Linked DNA regions of Oryctolagus cuniculus: region 2 is linked to region 1. The links are chromatin contacts, called in public Hi-C maps. All regions are on one chromosome and are shown on one strand. Each heading gives the region's core, a stretch centred on a gene start, on an enhancer-like site or on the middle of the called end of the contact. The rest is flanking DNA. Distances are from core to core; before and after follow the strand shown.

Region 1 (5,525 bases), core at 2,714-5,213:
TTGGATGGAAAACACTTGAAATAAATAGTAACATAGAAGCTCAGCTTCTTCCACTGCGGTACAATGGTATAATTTGGTCATCACATGAAGACACTAAAAAGCATTTATACAAATACACCCACAATGGAGATGGGGATTTTGTTAAAGAGAAGGTAAGCCTTACAGCTTTGTTTCAAACCTTGAGGGATAAAAGTGAGTGCTTTTTTATACTCATAAATTCAAACCAAATGCATCTTCCTTCCTTACTGTGTCACTGCTCCCTATCCAAGCAGTGACAGACAGCATTATGTGTTAACATGTTCCACAAGGGTTGCCATGGTAAGAGTTCACCCCCCCCCCATCTCCCAGCTTTTCATAAATAACAGAGTGAAAGAGTGCATAAAACTATTGAAAGGATGTCTGGGCCAAAATAATTACTTAATGTTTCACCAGTCAGAAGAGTTACCAGGTTTTATGTTAATTACATGTGGTATTAAAAGTGTGCATGCTCCCTCTCTGTGTTTTGGGGAGGTGGCCTGATTTTCCACATTTTCCAGTTCCAAACATCATCACCAAACACTGGCAGATTTAACTGATTTAATGAAGCGGCAGTGTGGAGTGTGTGCATGTGTGTGCATTGAATTGCAGTTGAATTTCAGTAGCAGCTCACTCTTGTAAATGTCGACTCTGCCTTAATTATGTCAGACTTAGCAATCATCAGCAAGGTTTCAAAAACAGCTTTATGTTTTTTTCTAGGAAGGAAAACATGGTCATTATTTTCATGCTTACTGAGATTGTCTTATATGTTTTCATGGAATTCTTAAGCAATTCTCTTTTATGACATGAATCACTTTAAAGTGACATGAAAAAAAAATTTCCCCCATCTGAACATTGCAAAGTTTTGCTTCACTTACAAGTGCTCATTTAGTGACTGTTCTGTGTCCTTGAAGTTTCCAGAGACTCAGCGATGACTAGGCTATGGCTGTTGTTCTCCAGGAGCGCCTAGTTTTGTGGCTTCTTTTTAAAATTGAGTCTTGAGTTTTGAGGACAGACAAAAGGTGTTCTGCAGAAGACGCTTATGTGTTCTGGCTGCATGCTTTGTAGGCCACGTCCAGGGGCTGAGAAACTTAGAGGAGAGAGAACAAAACTCAGTTTTCCAAAAGCAGAAGTGATGTAGGAAGAGCATGGCTTAATCAGTCCTCAGTGGTTCCCAGAGGCCCACAGCAAGCACTGTCTGAGGTCAGAGCAATTAGCAGTAAGCAGTCTATGGCCACAGTTATTCTTCCTCTCGCCATGAGGTTTCTGCTGCCTCTTAAGCCAGAACAGCTCTGGAGTTTCTGTGCAATTCTATCCTTTTGAAGAGGCCTTCTGCACTTGAAGAATTGTTGGCATGCCATGATGCCACTCCTCTGAAGGCGTATCCTTAACAGACATTGACTTGAGATGTTCAGGCTGAGTAAGGGGGCCACATATCTGGTCAAGAAAAGGAAAGGTATTAGAGTAGCACATTATCTCAAAATAAGGCACACAAGATTATTCTGCAATAAACTTTTAAAAATAATTTTGACTTTATTTCATGTAATAGAAAAATATCAGCCAGCACATGAAATCTATTAAACAATCAATGCCATTATAAATAAATTTGAGAAAAATGTTCATTCAAATAAATTATCCAGTATAAATGGTTCAAGCTGTATTTGTCAGGCAAGACCGACTGCAGTAGTGAACAACCTCTGAACCTCTGAGACTCAGTTACTAAGGAATTAAATGCATGTCACAAGCCATTGTGAGTTGGCATCATTGCTCTGCTCCGTATAGTTACCGAGGACCCTGGCTCTTTCCAATTTGTTTCTCCAAAATCCACTGGGTCTCCTGGTTCTCCATTAGATCATCTGAATATGCTAATGGATGCTATGAGAGGAGAGCCTGGAGAATTGTTCAAGGAGTTCTGAAGGGCCAACTATGAGAGTAGTAGCCATTACAAACCACTACATTCCTTTGGCTAGATTTTATTAATGTGGCCATACAACCTCAAGACAGTCTGGGAATGATGCTCTATCTATGTAACCAAATAATCTCTGACAGAAACTCTGTGCCCAATATTAAAACTGCGTATGAATGATTGAATTATGATAGCTCTAGGCATGAGCTCTGAAGGTTTTTATTTTAATCCCAACCCATTTTCTAAATAAATCTCAGCAGTACATTTTATACGTGAAATAATAAACACTTTGCTCAGTTTCTCTGAGACCTAGGGGCCCTTTGTGTAGAGAAAGAAAATGTGTTCCAAGGGTTTTGTGAGGAGTCACCAAAGCTCACACATGTTTAGCATCATGCATAGTACTTGGCATGAAGTAGATATTCACCAAATGTTATTTCCTGTCCTGTAACATCTCTCTCTTCTGAAGTTTTCTCTTGAAAAATTTGAGGAGAGCCTTTGTCTCAGAAGTAATATTATCACCAATTAACTTGATAAAATAATTGCTCCTTCCCAAATAGAAGCATGCCTTTTTTTCCCTGTATTGTTGTTCTTTCAACTGCAGTATCACACATAAAATTGAGAACACATAATAAGAATTTTAAAAATTATCAGGTGTGTGTTTTTTAATTTAAAAAGCAACCTCATTTGGTCTTACTAGATTAAACCAAAAGAAATTAAGTTTTCATAATAAAACTTTGCAGTAACCGCAAACAAACTTATAACTGGGTCTGAAAACATTGATTTTAACCATGTCTATTTGGATGGTATTTTCTGTACAGTTCTGTCCTTTGACATTTGTTAGACATTTATGAGACATTTATGTCCTTTTGACAATGATGAGACAACTAGTCACATAACAGAGGGAATTGTCCCTTCATTCACCCTTCAACTTAAGGCAAGGATTTTTCAAACCCTTTGAGATTTGAAATTTTATATTAATTTGTGCATTTTCTTACTCATTCACAGTAATCATATCTCCTTAACCTATTGGGAAGTTTCTACTGTAACTTTTAAGGATTTCAACCTAAATTAGATTCTAAAACTAATCAAACTTAGCAATTCCATGACAGTAATCTAATATTATCCCCTCAATGAGCACAGGAAAGTTCCATTTTACTATGAATGAAGAAATCTTATGAATAATGTGTGGAAAATTAATCATTGAACATTCACCAGTAACTCATGCTTTCAATTTTCCCACTGAGGCATTTGATAAGGAAATTTTTCTCCCTTCAGACATGGAAAAATTACAGGTAACATTGGGAGCTAGTCAGAGGATGGTCTGCCATGATTTTCATAAATTCAACATCTGTAATGTGATGACAAATCATCAAAGTTTGCATTAATGATAATAATAAAAACTGCCATTTAACTGGCTTTTACTGTGTGCTAGATGCTGAGGTGGTGCTTCACAGCTGGTGGGGGTGAGGTTTCAACTCCAGTGGGTAGCTCCAACAGCTCTTGTTTTTGTGTTACCCGCCTCTGGAGGCAGAGTAGGACGAAGGAGCATGGGGCTAGGTTCCACAACCTCCTTCTACTCACTTCCTCTGGGACTGCCATGAGGCACTTCATCTCCCCAAACCCTCCACTGCTCACTTCTAAAATGAGAATAAGCAAAAATATTTGAAAGAAATACAGTTGTATCTATGTAACATATTATGTAAGTACACCTTCTTTCTAGTAGGACCAATGGTTGAATGGTCTTTACAAATGGCTAATCTGGCACAGGTGTATTTCCTTTGCCTTCAGGAACTGGGTGAAATTCTAGTGGGGTTTAATGCCATATTACAAAATGAGAGCCATGAAAAGTGATGAGAATGAGATCATGATTTTAGTTGAAGTACTGCTGATTAAATAGCATGAAAAATAGTAGAGAAGAATAATAATAACAAAGATATCAACAAACATTTGTTGAATATTCATTGAATGCATATTGTGTGCCATTCATTGAACTAAGTTGTGGCTTCAAGCACAAATGACATCTATTCTGTGAGATGCTCACTCTGAGAGGCTGGGAGAAACTGGAACTAAATATGGGAACAGCAGATTCACACCTCCCTTCTCACTAAGGCAAGCTACCAATTATTGAAAGTGGAATTTCACACACTGTTGAACTGTTATTTTTCTCTTGCTTTCTGTTATCTGTCTCTGGACAAGAGCTTACAGTTGAATTCATATAAGTTCCATGTGCGTGTTGGGTACTATACTTGCATTAACTCATGTAATCTTTATGACAATCCTACAATATAGGTAGCAGATGTTGTATTTCTTTTATATCTAGAGAAATTGAGGGCAGTTAGATTGAAAGATTTTTCCCAAAGCCATATAGCAATAATTGGGGTATCTGTGCTTAGATCCAGGGAGGAGACAGGTAAAGAAAGCAGTGATGAACAAGCTTTGTAGTCCCTTTATTCATATCCAGTTTCATAATGTATTTTTGGAGTTTCATGACCTTCTGTTGGGACTGTTGAAAAACCCACAATTGGTTTCACAGTCTATATTTTCTCATCGATTCTTCATCATTTTATTCTCTTTTGTAATCCTCTAGATTTGAATTTATTATCCTATATTTAAATATCTTATTATTCTACCTATATTTCTTTGCATTAAAATTTATTGAATGTTTTACCTTGGTTACATTTTTTTTCCTTCTATGATTGAGATAAAAACATCTTATTTCCTAAAAATCAAGCCACTACCAAGTCTTGCAGGTAAAAGTATACCGTATACCGTAGTGCTTGAAAACATGAACTCAGGCACTACCTACCAATCAGCACCTGTGGGAATTCACTAAGCTTGAATGAGTAGTCTCATCTCTAAAATAAGTCTGTAGATCTTCCTATATCATGGGATATTTTACAGCATTAAACATAAAGGACTTTGCTTACATACTGATGCAGAGTGAGTGCTGGATAAATATTGCTACATTATGTAGCAATGTGTGTTAATATTAGTTTTCCACAAGATACCTCAGGTACCATTAATCACCTCCTTAGAAGGGTTGTAGAATAGATCTTGTTCCAATATATGTTACAGAATTTATACTACTATCTTGTATCTATCTGCTTAACCATCTCTTTTTCTATCACTATATCCCGTTAATAACGTAGTGACCTCTGTCACTATATCCTGTTATTAATAGCAGAAGCTTTCTGCATCAAATTCTGCTTCTTGGGAATTGTAGATTCTGAAAGTTGAGACCAGGAAAGTCTCTAGGAAGCAGATCCCAAGGACCTGTTTTGGGGCTGGATTGCTTATAGTCTGAGGGCAAGGAGTAGAGGAATCATTATTTTGTTAGAGGCTGAGCTGAATAAACGGTATGGGGAAAGTGATGATTGTGAGGTTATTGGAATGGATTAATTGAATTACAATCCTTCACAAAAGAAAAAAAGTAGATTTAGAGCAGTGTGTTGTCAACAGAAACCATGCTGTGCCAGTCAGAGGTGCTTTGTGTCTGCTTGGAAAAGCAATGATATATTTTGTATTTATGGTGCAGATTATAGAAAAATCAGAGTGGCAGTTCCGAAGAGAAGACTAAATGCACGACCACCACATCTTGCCTTTA
Region 2 (6,356 bases), core at 47-2,546, 810 kb before region 1:
TCCATAACCTGAACAAATCCATGAACATTATGATTCTTCATAAAATGGTTAAAACACAAAACAGTAGAATATATTCATTCAATGATTTATCTATATGTCCTTAATATAGAAAGCTTTTGTTCTCTAAAAGTTAACAGTAAAGTCTAAAAGTGTTATTTCTAGAGAGGGAAGACAACTCAAAAGGAGCAAGATGCACAGGCAGCTTTGTAAGGGTCTATTTCTTCAGGTGGTTATGGCTACATAGTGAGGAACAGGAGGGAGAAATGTCTTCCCTCCAACTTCCTAGGTTCTTTGGCTGGTCTACCAGTGAAGTTGCCCTAAGACAGATTCAACAGAAACAACAACAACAACAACAACAAAAAGTAAGGGACAGGAGTCCCAGAAAAAGAGATGACAGCTTACACTTACGGAATATCCTGGGCTACACAAAGCAACCGGGTTTCTGGTTGGGAGGTGGTGACACAAGTTATGAGAGGGTGCAAAGAGGAAACGTGTGGAGACTATAGATCAGCAGAGAACAGAAGTGTGAAGGAGTCCTCTTCCAGATACAGATAGTTCAGTAGTCTCCTAATTTCTTTGACAGACCTAACTTCAAGGATAGCTTTTCACAGCTCCTCCAGAGCTGGCAGTTCCTTATAACAGCTCAAAATAAGCCCAGCAAGTATATTTTAGAGAGGCATGTTCTCGTCTCCTACTGTCATGTTTTGGGGTGGTTTGTCCTAAGCAGCCCCCAATAAAAGTATTCGTTTTTGTCTGACGCAGTTTCACTTTTCTCCCCCAAAAAAGGTTTTAAAGACTGAGTTCCTGTTCCTCACCGTGACCACTTAGCTAGATTTTCCCATTCTCTCCGTTCTCCTTTAACACACTGTAGCTACGCAGGACTGTAAACTAAGCTTTGAAAGCTGGCACGTCCCGAGCCAGCTCAGCTAAATAAAATCATACGCTGCTTCCAGACGTCAGCCCCTCGGGCCCTGGAGAGACCGCGGCCCGTGGAGACCTCGGAACGCCTCCCTCAGCCTACCGGGGAGCGTCTCCCCGCTCACGAGCAGCCGGGCTGCGGTCCGGGCTTCCCGAACGCCCCATCTCCCCCTCCTCTCCGCATCTCCCGCCCCTGCGGCGGGAACACAGATTGTTCCCCTCAGCAGATCCCTGTTCTCACCCATGGAGGAGCTTTTTTTCTCGTCTCACCACCAGACGCACGATCCCGCTAGGCCTAGCGCCACCAGCCCTGTCCCGAAAGTAGAACAGCAGCTCCGCCAGCCCTCCCTGACGACACCACTTCCGGCCAAGCCAACGCCCCCTCTCCTTAGAAACGCCACTTCCCACCGGGAAACACCCGACGCGCATGCGCTCAAAGCGCGGGCAGAGCCAGAGGGACAGGATTCGGTTCTCTCCGCTCTCGCCTCTGGCGCGCTCGCGGAAGTCTCGCGGTATTTCCTTCTCTCGCGAGAGTTATTTGAACGTTCTGGCGGGTAACCACGCCCCAAGTGGCGTTCTGAGGAGAATTCGGTGTTGGGGCGGTCGGGCCAGAAGCACTGAAGCGGGCAAGGATAGTCCTGGCCGGGTCACCTCGCCATGGGAGCGGAAAAGAGAGTGCTGCCGGTTAAGGAGGCCTTTCAGCTGGCGCAGCAGCCGCACCAGAACCAGGCGAAGCTGGTGGTGGCGCTGAGCCGCACCTACGGCACGGTAAGCGCCGGAATGGCTGTGGGCCCTTCGCCGCCTTCGCCCAGCCCTGCCTTGGCTCAGCCTCCCCCAGGAGCTTCCCCGGGACCCTTCGGACTCGGCCCGCGCGACTCCACCTCCTCCGCTGTGGCGAGCCGCTTTGGAGTGAAGTACGGAGAGGTCGGGCGACTCGCCCAGAATGGCTGGAAGCCCTGGCGCCGTCCACTTTCTCTTCGCGGTCCTTACCCCCGGCCGGAGATGGGGGCGGCGCGAACCGTTAGTCCGGAGGGTGACCCGAGGCGTCCGGGCTCTCAGTGTCGGGTCGCCGAGTAGGTCGTGGACCCCAAGGCTCGGTGGTCCTTGCCCGTCGGGCCCCCGCTCACAGCAGAAAAGCCAGCCATCATCAAATCAGTCTCATCCCGCCCTATGTCAAATTGAGTCCAGCGTCCAAGCAGATTACTCGCGAGGACCTTTCCCTTCCTGTTCACCTAAATACCGTGTGTTTGTTTTGAGTGAAGCCGTGGGAAGAACAGGACAATGAAGCTCGGAAGATAGATTATCTTGAAGTCTAAGAAAAACTAAGTATAGCAAGGGCTTTGAGGATATGAGGTAGGATGTGAAAGTTTTATCAAAAAGGAATTGCGGGGTGATGAGCAAATTAAATACGGTACATAAAAAAGCCAGCGTAGGTTTTGAGTTTTTCCATGAAGAAGCATGCTTCTACTAACGTGATTCTAAAGACATGTAAAGAAGTATCAAAAGAGTCCATTCACTGTCAAAATTTATGGTTGCAGACTCTTTGGGGGAAGCAAATTACATCGTGGAGAGAAGTTTGTGCAAGCTTATTTTTCCCTTTTTGCTGGTGTGGATACTTCAGAGTTTACAAAAAAGTTTTTCGTTTGAATTAGGGCCGGTGCTGTCAGCAATGTTAAGGTAATGTTTTGGAAAAAAGTATTACCAGTGCAGTTCAGTTCGTGCAAGTTATCTTTTGTCTTTCAGATGAATGATAAAACAGTTTTTCATGAGGAGTTCATCCATTACCTTAAGTATGCTATGGTGATCTATAAACGTGAGCCAGCTGTGGAGAGAGTAATAGAATTTGCAGCAAAGTTTGTTACTTCCTTTCACCAATCAGATATGGAAGATGATGAAGAAGAGGAGGATGGTGGCATTTTAAATTATTTGTTTACTTTTCTCTTACAGGTATGTTGAAAGCTAACACCTTGGAGAAGTGTTGTAGAAGGTTTTACCGTAAAGTTTATATATTGTAGACAATGAAATGTCTGGTGATTGAGAAAGCATCTGACTTTTTATAGGAAATAGTAGAACTATCATTAAGATTAAAAAGTGTTTCTTAAAAAATGACTCCAGTAAGCTGCGCTGCGGCTCACTAGGCTAATCCTCCACCTGCGGCGCCAGCACACCGGGTTCTAGTCCCGGTAAGGGCACAGGATTCTGTCCGGGTTGCTCCTCTTCCAGTCCAGCTCCCTGCTGTGGCCCTGGAGTGCAGTGGAGGATGGCCCAAGTGTCTGGGCCCTGCACCCGCATGGGAGACCAGGAGAAGCACCTGGCTCCTGGCTTCAGATCAGCGCGGTGCACCGGCTGCAGCCCGCTGGCCACAGCAGCCAGTGCGGGGGGCGGGGTGAACCAACGGGAAAGGAAGACCTTTTTCTTTGTCTGTCTCTCTCACTGTCCACTCTGTCCAAAAAAACCCCAAAAGACTCCAGCATTAAATTTTTAATGACTTCTCAACCCTTTGTTACATGTTTGTTTTAAATGAGTTCTTTATTTTAGAAATAAAGTAAGAGTTCCTAAAAGAGCAATTTGTTCTTATTTATTTATTTGTTTTTATTTGACAGGCAAAATAGACAGAGAGAGACAGAGAAAGGTTTTCCTTCCATTGGTTCCACTCCCCAAATGGCTGCTGGATCCGGCGTGCTGCGCCAATCCAAAGCCAGGAGCCAGGTGCTTTTTCCCAGTCTCCCATGCAGTGTAGGGGCCCAAGCACTTGGGCCATCCTCCACTGCCCTGCCTGGCCACAGCAGAGAGCTGGACTGGAAGCGGAGCAACCGGGGCTAGAACTGGCGCCCATATGGGATGCTGGCTCGGCAGGCGGAGGAGTAACCAAGTGAGCCAGGGCAGTGCCCCAAGAGCAATGTGTTGTTATAGCAAATATTTCTTCTAGGCTGTGTTTGATTATATACAAAATATCTATTTACTGCACCGTGATCGTTAACCACTTCTGCAACTAAGGAGTTACTGTTGTAAATTCTTATAGAAAGTTCAAGTCATATGCATTGCTTAAAAATGATATGAGTGAATAAATTTTGATTTGTTTCTGTTTTAGTCTCATGAAGCAAATAGCAATGCAGTCAGATTTAGAGTATGCCAGCTCATAAACAAGCTTTTGGGAAGTATGCCAGAAAATGCCCAGATTGATGATCATTTGTTTGATAAAATTAATGAAGCTATGCTTATTAGATTAAAGGATAAGATTCCAAATGTGAGAATACAGGCAGTTCTGGCTCTTTCACGACTTCAGGATCCTAAGGATGATGAATGTCCGGTGATTGATGGTATGTTTAGTTTCCTAAATTTTTTCGGTTTTGTTGATTTTTAAAAATTTTTAGTTGTTGAATTTTTTTATTATGAAGTACATGTATGTCTGTATATGGAAGAGTGTAGGTAGTGAATATATGATTTAAATAATGAGATTTAAAATATAAAGATCAAAGTACAAATATAAAATAAAAATAAGATATAAACAATAAAGTTTAAATAATAAAAGATGTCCAAGTAAGAACCACTCATATTAAAACAGTAGAATATCATTAGTACCTTTGAATCTTGCTTCACATCATCTCTCTCCAGTTGTATACTTCTCCGCCAGAGGTAACTGTTATCTTTAACTTTGGGCTAATTATTTTCATACTTAAAAAAATTTTTATTAAGAATCTAGTTTGACAACTTAATTACATATATCTAAATATTAACTTTTGTCTATCTTTTTATGTGGATCATACTATATTTTTCTCAATATATTTGTAATTCTAGCATCCATTCATATTGATACACTAATTTTTTTACTGTATTTCATATATTTAGTAGTTAATTATTCATGAATTGATTAATGACAGGGACATGTTCTGATAAATAGGTTGTTAGGTAATTTCTTCATTGCAAAAAATTATAAGATGTATTTACACAAACATAGATGGTATAGGTCAGTCACCCAGTGAGGCCTCTTGATCAAGAGATGAGATTATGAAACTGCTACTGTGTAACATGGCATACTGTTTCACAGTAATCTTAAAAAATTTTTTTATTCTTTGAAAGAGAATCTGATAGAGTTCACTCCCAACCTTTTCATTTATTACCTAAATGCCCATATTAGCCAAAGCTGAGAGCCAGGGGCCAGGAACTTGAGCGAAGTCTCCCATGTGGGTGACATGGACTCAGTGACTTGAGCCATCACCTGCTGCTTCCAGGGTGTGTATTACCAGGAAGCTTAAACCCAAAAACTCTGATATGGGATGTAGTCATCCTAAGCAATAGTAGACCAAACACCTGTCTGTAACCTTTTTTTTTTTTTTTTTTTTTTTGTTAACTATAAAAAGTCCTCTAACAGTGAAAATACAGTGTGGTAAATACATAAGCCAGTAACATCATTTATTATCATTATTATAGTTTTATATTCTGTACTCAATTGTATGTGCTATATTTTTCTGTGACTGGAAGGATGATATTGTATGACTGGCATCACCACAAATAAATGAGTGTCTAGTGCTGACATTGGGATGGCTACAGTGTCACTATGCGAGCTTTTTCAGCCCCATTATAATTTGAAGTACTATCTAATATATGGCTGTCCTTGAACAAAATGTTGTTCAATGTCTTGTGACTGTGTTTTTCTATAGTGCCTGTTAATGTGTTTTACTCCTTTTTCTTCTGGGCTTTTAATTTAAAAAATAATTTTTAATTGATTTATTAGAATTATTTATTCTGAAAAGGAATTTTTTAGGTTATATGAATTGTAAATTGCTTCTTCTGAAGGCTGTGGGGTATCTTTTGTTTAACAGAAAATCTAATGCTTAATCTCTGCTGTTAGAATTTATGCTTTTTAATCTGTTATTTAAGAGACCTTTAATCTATCTATGGGGTCATAAAGATAAATCATCTTTAGTTTTTCCATATATGCCTAGGTATATTTTGTACACACATACATTTCATTGTTTTTTGTCTTTCTTACCAATTTTATAATCAATATATTTTAATATTAAATGATTCATAGAGTAATACTGCCCAAAACATGTTTGATAGTCTATATGTCTTAATAATAAAAACAGAAGATGTGAGAAGTACAGGTGAATGAATGTTTAAATATGAGAAGCAGATTTTGTTTCACTGAGTAATGCTAGAAACTATTTCTTTTTAGAACTTACTAAAAAATCAAAATAATGAACCTTTATAAAGCCTTATCTGTTTAAAATAATGCCTAATAATGTCCTAAGCTTATTGCTAGATGTTGAGGATTACAAAAAAACATAATTTTATAGATTTTTTATGTCTTTTTAGTGCTATTTGTTTTCAGTTTTAGCTTTCATGCCCAGTCCATTAACTAATTTCTCATTCTATCCTTAGAAGGGAGGTTAGTAGAAAAAAATTTTTTTAACTAAAATTAAAGTGTGAGAATA

Evidence for each region. Hi-C and Micro-C count contacts between places; a contact is called where the count stands out from the background.
Region 2: a contact with region 1 is called in a Hi-C map of embryonic fibroblasts, with 2.4 times the contacts expected there. The contact joins the promoter of DCAF16 here to the enhancer-like site in region 1. A contact is called at or near these places in 2 of 6 Hi-C or Micro-C datasets (embryonic fibroblasts and skin fibroblasts).

What each region holds. Positions count from the first base shown.
Region 1 is chr2:13,751,223-13,756,747 of mOryCun1.1, forward strand. No RefSeq gene overlaps it. Among named protein-coding and RNA genes, the nearest start is that of LCORL, 540 kb to the left of the region's middle. Within about 2 kb of position 3,964, at least 1 of the 8 cell types and tissues checked has an H3K27ac peak or open chromatin away from gene starts, as enhancers often do.
Region 2 is chr2:12,948,415-12,954,770 of mOryCun1.1, forward strand. DCAF16 (DDB1 and CUL4 associated factor 16) reads right to left here and starts at 1,297. Exons shown (of 5, transcript XR_011386201.1): 1 at 1,160-1,297. It overlaps NCAPG (non-SMC condensin I complex subunit G), which reads left to right and starts at 1,366. Exons shown (of 21, transcript XM_002709370.5): 1 at 1,366-1,686; 2 at 2,662-2,865; 3 at 4,010-4,238. The coding sequence starts at 1,576.